2 separate regions of the Anas platyrhynchos genome follow, and region 1 is linked to region 2. Evidence: chromatin contacts called from public Hi-C data. All regions are on one chromosome and are shown on one strand. Each heading gives the region's core, a stretch centred on a gene start, on an enhancer-like site or on the middle of the called end of the contact. The rest is flanking DNA. Distances are from core to core; before and after follow the strand shown. Region 1 has its middle 10 kb from the start of GARS1. Region 2 has its middle 4.9 kb from the start of VILL.

Region 1 (2,704 bases), core at 98-2,597, 200 kb after region 2:
GTGGAGCAGCTCAGCCATCAACGGGGCTGTGCACAAGGGCAGGCTGCAGGAGGGAGCAAGCAGAGATCCTCGGCCCCGATCACTGCTGCTGGTGGATTAATCCCTGCCCTGTGCTCCCGGCTGGCCAACAGGGGCTTGTTGAGCTCATTTTGTGTCTCTGGCTTCAGGTTGCAGCCTGGCACCTTAAAATAAACCAGCGCTGAGTTGGAGTTAACTTAAAAAACAGGGTGGGAAGTTAGAGATGGAGAAGGAAAGGAATGGAAGGAGCAAATCTGAACATTTATTGCTCTTGTTGCCATCGTTTCTTGTCACCATTGTTTCTCTTGCTTCTTTTTTTTTGTGAGCCATCCTCTGCCGGAGTTGCAGCCTCCCTGAAAGCATTGTGAAGGAAGGGGGAGAATTATTTAAAAACCAACCCCCTTTCTTTAAAAAATGTGAAATTAAAACCATAATCAGATGTTTTCACTGCTCAGGAAATGTGAGGGCAGTAACAGGGGAGAAACGCCTGGAGGGAAGGAAAGCTTTCCCCTAGCTTTGTTGAACGTTGGCACCAGAGCAGACGGATGAAGAAGAAATAAGAAATAAGAAAAGGGGAGTTTGAGGAGGGGGCTTGGAGGCTGGTTACTGCTCCTCTGCTCCCTCGGCACACGGGGCTGGCAGCTCCAGGTGAGGTTTGAGCAAGTCTCCCGGCTCTTCTGCCTGTGGCTTTGGGATGTTTCGGAGCTGAGCTGAGGCTGCCAGTCATTTAAAGTCTGCTGTTACGTGCTCAGGCCGAGGAGAGCTGGGCTGGTTGGAGCGAGCGTTACAAAGCCTCTTTCTAGGAAAGGAGCTTTACGCAACAGAAGGCAAAATAGGTCGTCGTCAAGGTTTAGGGCATTCGCAAAAGAAAAGCAAACAAGCGGGTGAGATGGGAGGCCGGCTCGGCGTGGTGCTGGGCAGGATCTGGCCCTGGGTTTGGTGCGTGCTGGAGGGTTTCCTGGGAGGGAGGTGAGCCTTGTGCCTGGGGTGGTGTGAGTCTGATTCTCCTTGTGATCCCTGGCAAACCAGTCAATCCCAGTGCCCCATCTGGAGGAAAGGGGGAATTGGTGGACCTACACCTGTGTGGGGTGGGATGTGCAGTTGCCATCCCTGCCCATTCCCCCCAGGAACCTGCCAGGGATCCCATCCGGGCCACCTCCAGCCTGCCCTCTGTCTCTTCCCCGCCACGGTCCCCCTGCGATTAAGGCACAAAAAAACCCAAACCCAAGCCAAAAAAATAACAACCCAAAGCACCGCAGGTCCCTAAAAACGCCTCTCAGCCGTTCACCAGCCAACTCTCCTGGATAATTCCCAGCCCAGGCACCGTCCCACCGCCCCCAGCCCTTCGCGGCCCCAAAGCCTGGGGTCCGGGCTGGGGGGGAAGCCGGGTCGTGCCCCTGTACATCGCCAGGGAACACTCCGTGCTGGCGGTTTGTGGGGCTGCGGGGGCTCCTCTCCCACCCAGCACATCTGCCAGCCGCCTGGCCCCGCCGCCAGCCGCCCAGTACATCTTGTTTGTGTTTTTCCGCGAGCACACTCCCAGCGGGTTATGTCAGAGGTGAGGAATGCAGGGCCACCCTGTGTCATGAGATCAGACTTACAATTTTAGGCTGAAGGCTTTTTTTTTTTTTTTTTTTTTTTTTTTTTTATACCGTATTTGCTGGGAAGCAGCGCGCCCGCGGGGCCCCGGAGGGGTGGGACAGAGCCCCCTTGCCTCCATGTCCCTCCTTCCCGGCCCTCACTCCTCGGGAGGAGCGGATGGGGCCCGGCTGCTGGAACAAGCTCTGCCTCTGTTCCTCGCGAGGAGCAAGAGAGGGAAGGCAGGGAATTGAGGCGGATGAAAAGGCAGCAGTGAAAGGCTGCTGGGCGCCGCGCCAAGCTCTCCGAAAACGCTGGCGGAGAGAGGCGGCGGCGAGCTGCAAGCGGGTCACCCCCTGGGGAGACAACGTCCAAGCCCCGGTGCCCCCAAAACGGCATCATCCCAGGGGCTGAAAGCACCAGGGGAGACCTAAAACCATCCAGGACAGCAGGGAGGATGGGAAGCTGGGCTGGGAGCTCCTTCCGTGAAGGGTCTGACCCAAAACACCACACACATCTGTGCCTTCCCCCCGTTGCATCAGTGGGAGCCAAGCCTTGCACCCCACCTTTCCAAAATGTCTCGCCTCTGCCCCACACAAGTCCTTCTGCCCCAGGGGAGCGGGTGCAAGCAGCGCTGCTGCTGTCCTGGTGGGCTGCTGCCACTTAGGGCGCACACCCAGCTAGGGCAGAAAGATTTGGGTCTGGGAACCCACCCGGGTGGGAAGCAGGACTCTGACAGTGCCCAGAGCCCACCTGGACCTTGGTGCAGGGAAAGGTTCCCTTCTCGGCTCCGACCTGGATTTCATTTCCCTTTTTTTCTCCCCCTTTTCCTGACATAGTTGCAGCGGTCGGTATTCTGAGATGGGAAAGGCAAAAAGCGAGGAGAAACACTTCCTCCAGTCACATCCAAAGCGAGCACCGCTGCTAGTTTTGTTTTTCTTCGGTGCTGTTGTTCTGTTTTGCCTTATGGAGGGTTTTGACATGGTGCTGTTTTGTTCTTTGTCAGAAGGAAAACAAACCCTGAAATACCAAATTCTTTCGCACAATGGCCTTTCCTTTCTCCGATCGTCCCTGTGAGATGGGCCTCTTGCAGCTCTCTCCTCTTCCC
Region 2 (2,700 bases), core at 128-2,627:
AGGAGAAACACCTCAGCAATGATACCTGCCCTCACCGCAGCGACGTTGAAGGACGTGGCCATACCAGCCCTCCCCTGGCCTCGTTGTGTGAGCACTGACCACTACCGAAGGCTTTGCAAGGTTCTGTGATGCACCAAATTTTGTTTTCCAAAATTATATTTGGAAAGATGTGGAGGAAAATCCTCAGGGAGCTGCTCCTCACCTTTGGGAGGTCAATCAGTTTTGCTGGCCCTGCCTGGGGGCACGGGGGGCACGGGATCCTCTGCTCTGTTCCCTTCTCCACTTGCTCGCTCGTGCCAAGAATTAACAGGTGTGCTGAGCAAACAGGATGGCCCAGGTGGGGCCGTGCGGCGTGGCATGGGCAAACAGAGGCCCTGGCAGCTTTCCAGAGGGAACGGAGAGGAGGAATGCGGCAGTGGGGCCCCAGCACAGATCCGGCCATTTTCAGGGCATTGCCTCATCTGGGGAGGCTTCCAGAAGGCCCCCAGACCCCTCACCCCATGTCACCGTCAGACCCTACCCCTAATGCAGGTGTGGAGTTTGGGCATCAGATGTCCTTCAGGTCATTGGCTGGGTGCCTGCTAGGATGGATGAGGTTTGTGCTTCCATTTTCTACTGCTTCAGAAAACGGCTCTGTTTCTCCAGAAAGCCAAAAGGCTTTGGGGAAGCACTCCGTGTCAACTTGGCCCTTTAAGGAAAGAGATGGAGAACCTAAAGGGGTGAGCTTCAAGGCAATGCGGTGATCTATACAGAGTCTAACCCCGGGGGAATGATGTGCAGGAGAACCGAGCTATTGCATTCCTTTCCCTGAGTGTTTTCCTTGGTTTTACATAAACTGCAACCAGCTGAGCTGAGGTTCGGGGCTGTCAGCTGTTAATAACCCTTACTAAATTACCGACTTCCTTTAGAGATCTCAAATCCTGATTCAGCCCTTTACAAAGCAAGCGCAGACACCTAAACTGATCCTCCCAGGGTGAGCGATTGTGGGAGCCTGGCCCTGTGTTTACCTCTCTCACGTCAGTCTTCAATCAGTAGCAGGGAGATGGATAAGGTCTCCCCAGCAGTATTAATGTGGGAACTGAGTAATAAAGGCCTAAATAAGCCCAAATCACCCAAGCACCAGCCTGCTGACTTGGTCACGAAGGCGAACCTCCTCCTAAGTGTCCTGTCACCACTTAGTCTTCAGTCCTCAGCCGCAGCACGGAGCAGATGTTCCCCTAGGGAGAGCAGAGCCTACCTTGACGGGGAAGAGAAGGAGGAGAGGAAGGCAGAGAGCAGGGAGGAGCAGCAAAACCAAACATCCCTACCAACCGGCCAGCCCTGCACATTGCCGTACGGATAGCTCAGGAATTTCACAAAACCTCAGGGGCTCTCTCGCAGCCCTAATGAAAACCGTCTGAAACCCAGCGAATTCCAGCACGCTTTGGTCAGGGTCATCGAGCAAAGCCTCAGCAGTTTCCAGCGGCAGCTGAATCCAGCAGAAAGCAGACATTTCACAGCAAGGACTGCACACGCAGGGAAGGCAGGGCCGTGCCAGCACCAGTTAATGGCTGTGTGACCATGGCAGCCCTTGGTGGAGGAGCAACTTGCTCATGTCGTGGTGCTCACATCCCCGGAGATCCTGGGGTCTGTCCTGGCATGGGAGTTGCACCATGAACAAGTAGGATGGAGAAAAGGAGGTTATTTATGCCTTTTGGGCCACAATTACATGGGAAGCCTGTGCACAAAGCAGAAAGTCGGTGTGGGTCCCCAGCAGTTTGCAGGAGACATGCCCCGGTGGCAAAGGCTGCTGGAGCTCTCACCCTCACCATTTATTTTTAGCATTCAGGCAGACCAGTGGTTTTATCTACTGTGGGAAACCTGACTGCTTGCGTCGGTGACTATACCTGAGCGCCCACAAAATCACCCCACCCTCCCTCCCAAGCTTAATTTTTAATCCCTGTCATTTCGGCGACCTGGCTGCTGCTGTGACTCCCCAGGCACCCTCTGCTGAAATCCCAAAGCCCTGTCCTTCTGCCAACACAGCAGTCACCCCCATGGAATCAGTGTCACAGCCAATGGATTTCAAACCCTAGTAGACAAAGGGGTCAAGCTGCTGATCCCCAGGACCTGCAGGCAGCAGCAGGACCGTGTCTGCAGGGCTGCGGGCATGGCAGGTAGCTGAGGCTGGCCGAGCTATTGTTTGCAGGAATGCAGCCCTCTGTATGCCAACCAGGAAGGAGCAGGAGAAATGAATCGCCCTCCGGGCTGAGAAATTGTCACCCTGTTAAATATCACCCCTCCCTGCCCTTCATGGTCCCCAAAGGGTGCTCAACTTGCTTCATTACCCCCAGTGAATTGACGTTGAACACGTCATGGTGCTGGAAGGAGCTCGGGTGGTGCTGGGCACACCTCTGCATGGTCTGGGGACTTCTCAGCATCATCTCCACCTGCCTCTTGCAGATCAGCCCCAGGAACACAAATAGGATGTTAAGCAGGTGGGCAGAACCCACAGAGATTTTCTGGTTTTCCCCTCAAAAGATGGGAGATGAAAGGCGTGAAAACTGTTTGAGGGAAACAACTTGGTTTGTGCTGTTCTGGTTGCTTCAATGATTGCAGAACTCCTGCAGCTGTGTTTTAGGCAACATCAGGGCCTGGAGAGTTAAATCTCTTTGTCACTAAAGATCTTCAGAAAGTCAAAGCCAGAGGTGAAGCCCAGCT

What was found. A called contact is a pair of places that touch in the nucleus more often than the background predicts.
Region 1: a Hi-C map of liver shows a contact between it and region 2, with 2.4 times the contacts expected there. The contact joins two enhancer-like sites. A contact is called at or near these places in 2 of 8 Hi-C or Micro-C datasets (liver and subcutaneous adipose tissue).

The regions. Positions count from the first base shown.
Region 1 is chr2:154,961,369-154,964,072 of IASCAAS_PekinDuck_T2T, forward strand. No RefSeq gene overlaps it. Among named protein-coding and RNA genes, the nearest start is that of GARS1, 10 kb to the right of the region's middle. Within about 2 kb of position 1,348, at least 8 of the 8 cell types and tissues checked have an H3K27ac peak or open chromatin away from gene starts, as enhancers often do. A contact at or near this core is called in subcutaneous adipose tissue, where this site is marked.
Region 2 is chr2:154,759,779-154,762,478 of IASCAAS_PekinDuck_T2T, forward strand. No RefSeq gene overlaps it. Among named protein-coding and RNA genes, the nearest start is that of VILL, 4.9 kb to the left of the region's middle. Within about 2 kb of position 1,378, at least 3 of the 8 cell types and tissues checked have an H3K27ac peak or open chromatin away from gene starts, as enhancers often do. A contact at or near this core is called in subcutaneous adipose tissue, where this site is marked.